2 separate regions of the Xenopus laevis genome follow, and region 1 is linked to region 2. A link is a contact called in public Hi-C data. All regions are on one chromosome and are shown on one strand. The core of a region is the stretch at or near the end of the contact, and the rest is flanking DNA. Distances in the headings are between cores, read along the strand shown.

Region 1 (4,666 bases), core at 1,656-4,155, 37 kb after region 2:
AAATAAACAAAAAACAAACAACTACAGGCACAGAACACAAATTGAAGCTGCTATCATCATCTGCATTTATGTATACAGCCCCAGCAAGTTACACAGTGCTTTACATTAATTTATAATGATCAGGGGTCTTACAATAGATATATTGGTTGATTCTACTGAGGCCTTGTATATAAACATAGATAAATATAACATAAATATTCATTTTTGACTACAAACCATTATTTAGAGCAGCGTAAGTAAAATATTTGAGCTATGTTCTCATCCCCACACATACATATAACTGCATATTTAATGAAAGGGAATATTGCCAATAATGACTTTACATAATATCATCTTAGTATTATTACCCTGCTTAATTTCAGTTTTGTTAGTCAAGAGACTACTACCCTGAATGACGAAACACATCACAGATTGAACATAGACCATTTGGGCTTCAACAATAATCTGTCATGAAAATAAACAATGATTTGCTGAATGGAAAGTGACAATTATTTGTTAAATGTACAAAAATACTCCAATGATCAATATGCTTTAGCAAAAACTATTAGTATCAACGACAGGCAAATGAAAAAGCTACACATGGATAAAACTCTCAGAGAAGGGGTAGTCATTCAGAAGAACAACCAACTGCAATAAATATGCCAATGTATGGTCTGTTCTCAAAGCGCAAACAGTCCCATGCTGCTGTGCCACAGTTAAAGGGATACTGTCGTGGGAAAAACTTTTTCAAAACGCATCAGTTAGTCGTGCTGCAGAATTCTGCACTGAAATCCGCTTCTCAAAAGAGCAAACAAATATTTAATTTTGAAATCTGACATGGGGCTAGACATGACTTCTGCTCTGATAAACTTCAGTTACTCTATTGCTTTACAAGTTGAAGTAATATCACCCCTTCCTTTCCACCCCAGCAGCCTAATAACAGAACAATGGGAAGGTAAGTAGATAGCATCTCTCTAACACAACAGTTACCTGGTACATCTAAGAACAACACTCAATAGCAAAATCCAGGTCCCACTGCGACACATTCAGTGAGTAGGAGAAACAACAGCCTCAAAGAAAACAGTTCCATCCTGAAGTGATGGCCGTTTCTGAAAGCACATGACCAGGCAAAATGACCTGAGATGGCTGCCTACACACCAGTATTATAACTAAATAAAAATACACTTGCTGGTTCAGAAACTACATTTTATATTGTAGAGTGAATTATTTGCAGTGTAAACAATGTAATTTAGAAATAAAAACTACATTATAAAAATCATGACAGAATGAATTTTTCTTTTCAAGACTTGATTTTCCCTCTAACACTTTTGAATTATAAATCTGATCTGCGTACAGGAGGAAAGCTTTCTTACAGCATCACACCGAAAGAGTTTTAACACACAATATATTATTTGGAAATATGGTACATGTTGCATTGGCAGATATCTTGTCAAATCATGTATTAACAACTTGAAAGGATGATGAGACATTGATTAGAACATTCCATTGCTTAGTTATTGTACCAGTTATGGCACTTACCCTATTCCAGTCACAGATACCCAATCCATTTGACTATTCCCCTTCTGCAAAGCCGCTGCTCAGGTCTCCTCTGCACCACATTTCCCTGACTACAATACAATTAGGGCTCTTACATACAGGCGGTTTTCCTGTGCTCCCCTGGGCTGCGCTTTCTTCCATTCAGCCGCAGGGGAGCGCAGAAGTAGACGCACTCAATTATTGTGAAGGGGGCTGTACTCACACAGACGCTTGTATGCGTCGAATGCAGGTGAAATGCAACATGCTGCGTTCGCCACTTACATGATTCTGTGCGAGTACAGCTTCACAATAATTAAGTGTGTCTACTCCTGCGCTCCCCTGCGGCTGAACGGAAGAAAGCGCAACGCAGGTGAGCGCAGGAAAAACCGTCCTTGTGTTAAGGTGGCCATAGACGAGAAGATCCGCTCGTTTGGCGACAACGCCAAACAAGCCGATCTTTCCCTGATACGCCACTAAGGGGCATTGCTATATCGGGGCTAATGTGAACGTTCAACCCTGAGAGCGCAATGGGCTCCGACAGGACAAAATCCAACCTGTCCCATCGACTAAACGACCGATCTCCGCCAGACAAAAAATGTCAGGATTCTCCACAAACGGTCCGAAAATCGTACGAATCCTCGGTTCGTACGATAGGATCTTTGCGTCTATGGCCACCTTAACAGCCTTTCATGGAGAGGGTGTCATTGTAATTTGCCAATACTAGGCAGTAAACCAGTGAAGTCAATCAGTGCTTTGTTTACTTCATCCAGCTGCAACAAAACAACCAATGCCAAAGAAAAACTGGTTGCCATAGGTTACTGCCCAGGGTGCTAAGTTGTCCAGGGACACCCCTATACCAAGCATAGTCAAGTCATTCGCCCAATGCCCAGTCCTTCAGCAAATGATACTAAAGTAGAGCAGTCACATAATACCAGTTGGTAAAGTTATCCCCAATAGTTTCTATGCTTATTATTCAGCCATGCTTTGTCTGGCCAGTCTCACAGGCTCTACCTTCCATCAACATAGAATAAGCGTCAGCCTCACAGCCGCCATCAGTAGGGGACTGGGGGTACAGTCATCAAGGGTTCGGTGGGTTAGGGGCCGGCTGTGCTGCTCTTACTTGGATTATCGGGTCCCCTGCTGCTGTTAGTGACCTGCAGACAATCGGAAGGCAGGGCGGCTACTAAGGTGACTGACTACATGTTCTTCCCTTACACAGCTTTCATACTGCCCAACAGTCCCGCTTCTTCTGACAGAGCCCAACAGCACCACATCGCTACTTACAGCTGCCGCAAAACTGCTCACTGCAGGCTCCTAGTCTCCTGCCTTAAAAAAAAAATCTCAGCGCCACAAGTCTCATCTCGCGAGACTGGCGTCACGACCACACGTAAGCGCACTGACGCACCACGTAGCTGACTTGTGTGAGCCGATGTATCATAAGAATATAGACAGGCCAAAAAGTGGGACAACTGTAATAGCAGCTACAGACAGAAATATGTCTCTGGACGCTGCAATTCATTTCATTGTTCTTGTTACATGTAAATGTTTAGTGGAAAAGTAAAAATTAAATTCACAGATATTTGTTATATTTTTTTAGTTGCTGGCCTCGGTATTCAATAGTTTTATATAGATATAGATATATAGATATAGATAGATAGATATAGATAGATATATATATATATATTCCATTGAGAAAGGTGCACACCAGGATTTTTCAATTAAAACTTCATATTTATTGAATCAGTTTAAAACAGGAACCGGCCAACGTTTCGGTCTTTCTCTAAGACCTTTATCAGGACCGTCTTGATAAAGGTCTTAGAGAAAGACACAAACGTTGGCTGGTTCCCGTTTTAAACTTATTCAATAAATATGAAGTTTTAATTGAAAAATCCTGGTGTGCACCTTTCTCAATGGAATATGGATAATGCAGCTCTGGTGTGCGCTAGGACTTTGAATGTGTGTGTGTGTGTGTGTGTGTCATTTCAAAAAGTGTTTTGACTTTTGTGAATAATAGAACTCAAGTGAAGTGTTATTTAACATCCAACTGAACCATTATACCCCCCTAAAATTGTTGTATTAAAATTGTCGTTGTTCAAGTCAGTGATGGTCTTTAATGCAAAAACGTTTATTTTGTTTGCTTGATTTGCAGAATAAAAGAAAATTTAAATCCTAAGTGTCGTTATGTCATTAGTTAAATCAGGGTCTGACTGGGGGGCCTCCTTTGGACCCCCGGCCCCCACTGCTGTGGCGCACACACACATACACTACATTTGTCCGGTGGATGCAGCAGGAAGGAGCCTGCAGATCGCGGATCTGGCCCAGCGGGGTACACAAGGGCTGGGAGCCCACTGGGTTTTTCCCAGTGTCCCGCTGGCCCAGTCCAACCCTGAGTTAAATAATTCCAGAGGTTTAAGAGTTTGTAATTTAGTGATAAGAATGAGATGTGTGCCAGTTAGGGTTGCCACCTGTCTGGATTTCACCCGGACAGCCCAGTTTTTTGAATTGATGTCCGGATTTCCGAATTAGGAAACAGGACATTGAATGAGGTGAATGACATGGCGATAAGCCAGTCGCTAATCACCGCGTCAGCAGTCCAGCCCCTGATAGCCGCCTCACCTCTCCATGTCACACGCCCAGGCCCCTATGTCACCGGGCCGCCCCCTGCCTGTGGTGGCAACCCCAGTGCTAGTTGACCTAAATACGTCTGGGCCAACCAGGTGAGCCCCCACAACAGGATTCAAGAGGGTAGCAGGTCAGACATTAGGCAGGGCTCCTCCCTTTTGGTGAGGTTATAGTGATGGCTAGGGTTGCCACCTTTACTGGAAAAAAATACCGGCCTTCCTATAAATTTATCTTTTTTTCCTATTAATAACGTTGGGATCAAACATCATTCTTACGGGCCAGGTGGCAACCCTAGTGCTGGCCCAGCCATATACAATTAATTTGAGGGGAGTTTGCTCAGTTTTTCTAAGGCCTGTTCGGGTCTCAAATTTCTTTTCAGTTTTCAGCATTGGGAAACCGAAACAATAATCTGCCCAATAAATGAAAACCATTTAAATACTAAGATAGTTACCTCAGGATGGCTTAGTTAATATCAAGTGCAATAACAATTTATTTTTATTACAGCAACAAAAAAAGCAAATCAATACAA
Region 2 (4,440 bases), core at 840-3,339:
GAGCATTCTGAGCAATCACAAAAAGTTGTTTGGGTGAATATTTGTCCCCCTTTAATAATAATTCTGCAAAGGACAATGAACCCCTTGCCCCAAGATAGTTTTCATTAAATCTGATTTTCATGTACAATGTGACAACTTTGGCAAAGGGACAGAGCTTTACAAATAGACAAAGTTGGTAGAGCTTGGCACACTGTTTATTGCTTATAATATAGCCATTCAGTGAGACACTTATCAGTACCAGCGGGCTAATTTCTGTATTGGAAACTGTATGTAATTCTGTATGTGGAAACAAGAGTGCAAGTAGAGGTGCCTGGGAAATATTGAAGAAAAATGCTAATGTAACTAGTTGTTACCTTTAAGACGTTCCAGCAGATCAATCTGGCCAGAAGAAGCCATTGGCTCATCCTCAATACTTCCCTGCAGCTGCTTTAGAACATCCTGCATTAAATATGAACGTGAAATAAGTATCCTATAGTCACCATTTTGCATGCATAGCAAAGAAAACAAAAAGAGCAACTGAAGAAGAAAAGTCATTTCAATGAAATACTAGTCTATACCGCAAACCTAAATAAATGTCACTGCTGTTTAGTTGAGGTAGAAATACAAATGATAGAAGTAAGGAAAGCAATAAGACACATGGGTACCATACTACAACAAGGACTTCTAATTGGAGTAATATTCCTGATTTTACATTATGCTGTAAAATACAAGGCAACAGTCCATTTTATGTCCATTATGATGCACAGTCAAGAGAATGAAGACCCTAGGGAACCAAGTGCTGGATTTTCTTACCAATGACCTTGCTCATAGAACAATAGCACATTGATTATACTGTTTAATAGTGGATAATGTATCACAGATCCCTGCCTAAAGCAGAGTGTTTACAAGTACAATTCCTTCAAGGACACACAAGCTTTGCTCCTAAGGAAATTTCATTCTGCTGTGACCATTTAACAAGGAACAAGAAATTTCTAATTAGCTTATATATAGTTACTCTTTCCATTTTTACAATTTCCCAACTATATCCTTCGGCCGAACCCCCAAATCCTTCACGAAAGATTCGGCCGAATAGCGAACCAAATTGTTGGTACCAAGGACCAAAATTTTTACTGGCCTATGTTGTGGAGGGCCAATAATAGAAGTCAGTGTTGACCACTCCCTCTTTTAAACCACACCCACTGTAATACACAACCATGTTACCACAAGAACTTTTAAGATCATATCCACATTAAAGGTGGTAGCACACCAAAAAACCAAATGGTTGGTGCTCACTGCAGGGAAATCCCTCATCACTTATATGTGAAAAATTGAAGTCATGTTAAAACATACCCTTAGATCCATATGCCTCATCCTCCCCTGTGGATAATACAACAACCCCCCAACACATGATTAAACACCTTAGGGGTCCTTAACAACAATTTCCAAATGCTAATAACCCCAAAAACAAACCCTTAACAGGCTTAAACCCACAGGTAGCGTAGGGCAAGCAGAGAATGGCACACACAAGCAGCACTGGGCAAGCAGAGAATGGCACACACAAGCAGCACTGAGTATGGTACACACAAGCAGCACTGGGCAAGCAGAAAATGGCACACACAGGGAGGGAAGGCAGAACAGAGCAGGAGACAGGGAAAGCTATCATTCTAATATGTACTACATACAGTGACACAGTGCTGGTGCCCCATTAGCATTTTGAATAAGGTGTGAACAGGTGAACAATTTGGGCAGTTTCAGTCTGGATCTCAGGTGTGAACAGTACAGTCCTTTAGGATATAAACAATAGAGGTGTCACAAGTGTGAACAATACAGGGGGATCACAGGTTTGAACAATACAGGGGGATTAGTCTGAATTTGAGGTTTAAACAATCTCTGTAGTGATGATACCTTTTAACGCTTACAAATGATAAGCAGACACAGCATGTGGGGGGCTACAGAAAGGTGGGGGGGTTGCGGGCCCCAGTTGGATAGCCCTGATCTAAATGATACAAGCCAAAGTATTCAAAGTATAATTTTACTACATGCAGATAAAAGAACGAATTTATGATTTATCAGAAAACTCTCGTTATTTCTGGGTTCCCTATAAATATTCGATTGTTCATTGTGATGCTCACTGCTGAAAGCATCATGTCACAGCTGGTGGCTTTATGTGCTGACACTTCATAGCTGGTGGCAAAACCAAAGTATTCACAGCTTGTGCCCTGTGTTATCTGTGCTGAGGACGTGGATTGCAAAGCACAGAACTTGCTCTGGAACGAGTCTGCAAAGTATGATTGAAATCCATGCTCCAACAAGTCTACTGCGCTGTAATAAACACAACACAGAAGCCATTAGGAAACCAATGCAATTTTGCCCATTTTAAGGACACTGTATCAAATGTCCTAATTAGTATTTACCATGATTGTATATTAATGTGCTCAGTACAGTATGGGTATACTTTACTTGCCAAGTTACACATTCCTCAAACTATGTGAGGGAGACGGATTCAAAATATGCATGTATATTTTATAGCACATCTTGTACATGCAGTGCTGTACACATAGGTTATTTAATAAACTTCGAATGCAAAAATCACAAAAAATTCGTGATTTTTTTTAAATAAAATCAGACTTTTTAAAAAAAAATGAATACTTGAGCAACAGATAGTTTATATCAAATAAAGTGTCATTACATAATCTTATCAAGCTGGAATATATATTTAAGTAAATATTGCCCGTTTACATCTCTTGCGACTGTTTCGCGATTGTCTGTGTACTGCCTCAGAGATCACCTGACCAGAAATACTACAACTCTAACTGAAACAGGAAGAAGTGTGGAAGCAAAAGACAGAACTCTGTCAAGTGGCTCATGTGACCTAACAAACAGTATGTTTGTGTGCACTGTGAATCATACGATCCCAGGGGGCAGCCCTTATTTTTTTTTTTTAAAATGCCAGTTTTCTATTTAGGATTACCCAACGGCACATACTGCTAAAAAAGTATATTATTATGAAAATGGTTTATTTACATGAAGCGGGGTTTTACATATGAGCTGTTTTATGCAATATCTTTTTAGAGAGACCTACAATGTTTATAGTTTTCCTTTAATAAGACATCTTCAACAAAAGATTACTCGGCTAAAAGAGCTTGTGTGTCAATGCAGAGGTTCTCACACCTGCTCACAAGAAGTTTCGTATGGACACAGACAATTCAGTGCTCTGCCCATACAGTTGGAAAGGGAGTGGGCGATTATTTGCATATATGAATTCTTACTTCCTGCAACCATGAAATGCCAGACCACTGTTACATTATGCTAGGTTGGATTAGGTCCTTGTAGGTGTTAAAAAAAAAAAATAAAAAAATAAAGAAACCTACCTTCATGTTTGATGCCTCTGACTCAAGTTTTGTGAGATGATTGGAATTGTCTTCTAATTCTTGTCTAAGGTTTGTATTCTCCATCTTCAGTGCCTCCACTTGCTTTAACAACTGGTCATACGAAGCAGCAGCCATGCTGGGCTACCCCCAGGCCTACACAGGAACATAAAATGATTTTTTTAAATCAAAAGCATTTACAAATTTCTCATCATGGTGCCGAGTTGAGAGGTAAATGACGGTTAGCATTTTCTTTGAAAATAAGTTAATTGTTGCTGTCAAAAGAAACAAATGGGTTAATTTCTATTGCAGTACAAACAGCCACTTAGAATCACGACAATCACTTACTTGCTGCATTTTAAGTTTATACAGAGTTTGTTTACTAGGGCCTCCTACAGAACCCTGCTTGCCAAAGCCAATGACTGACCTCACCATAACATCATTATAATCCGTAGCACTGTGTTTTGTACATTGTACCTGAACATTAAACAAAGCTGAACTTGCTGTTGTTCCATTATTGGAATCCTAGAAGTAATATTCCACAAGCAGATTTGACTTACATCAATGCATTCATTTTACATAAAAGTCCACTTTCACACATGTTAAGTGAAGTATAAAAGAAAATATTCATAGTTTACTCCGCCCACCCCTTGCGATAAGCTTGTGTTACCATCACTGTGCGGAACATTATGGGGCAGATTTATTAAGGTTCGAATGGTAAATTCTAATTTGAATTTTTGAATTTCTTTTTTTTTGGCAAAACTCGCAAATTCGAATTTGAATTCACGTGAATATGAATGTGAGATTGATCAAACATCGACCCTGGAAACAGCTCTAATTCGATACTTGCCACCTAAAACCTGCCGAGTTCATGAACAAGTCAATGGCAGAGGTCCATTGAACTATTTGAAGATGTTAATTGCCTTCCTGACATCTGAGGTTTTTCATTCGAGTTGTAAGTACATTCGAATGTATTAGAGGTTAAAAAAATTCACATAACTTCAAAATTCGACCTTTGATAAACCTGCCCCTCAGAGAGTGGGTGACACACTGGAAGAAGGATGCAAGAACAAGAAAGATCATGGAATGTTGT

The links. A called contact is a pair of places that touch in the nucleus more often than the background predicts.
Region 1: a Hi-C map of the XTC cell line shows a contact between it and region 2, with 2.9 times the contacts expected there. The contact joins the promoter of apc.S here to the enhancer-like site in region 2. A contact is called at or near these places in 3 of 4 Hi-C or Micro-C datasets (the XL177 cell line, the XTC cell line and animal cap).

Annotation. Positions count from the first base shown.
Region 1 is chr1S:161,155,354-161,160,019 of Xenopus_laevis_v10.1, forward strand. apc.S (adenomatous polyposis coli homolog) reads right to left here and starts at 2,906. Exons shown (of 17, transcript XM_018244324.2): 1 at 2,800-2,906.
Region 2 is chr1S:161,118,807-161,123,246 of Xenopus_laevis_v10.1, forward strand. apc.S (adenomatous polyposis coli homolog) reads right to left here. Exons shown (of 17, transcript XM_018244324.2): 3 at 3,351-3,503; 4 at 354-438. The coding sequence starts at 3,485. Among protein-coding and RNA genes, the nearest start is that of apc.S, 37 kb to the right of the region's middle. Within about 2 kb of position 2,090, at least 1 of the 7 cell types and tissues checked has an H3K27ac peak or open chromatin away from gene starts, as enhancers often do.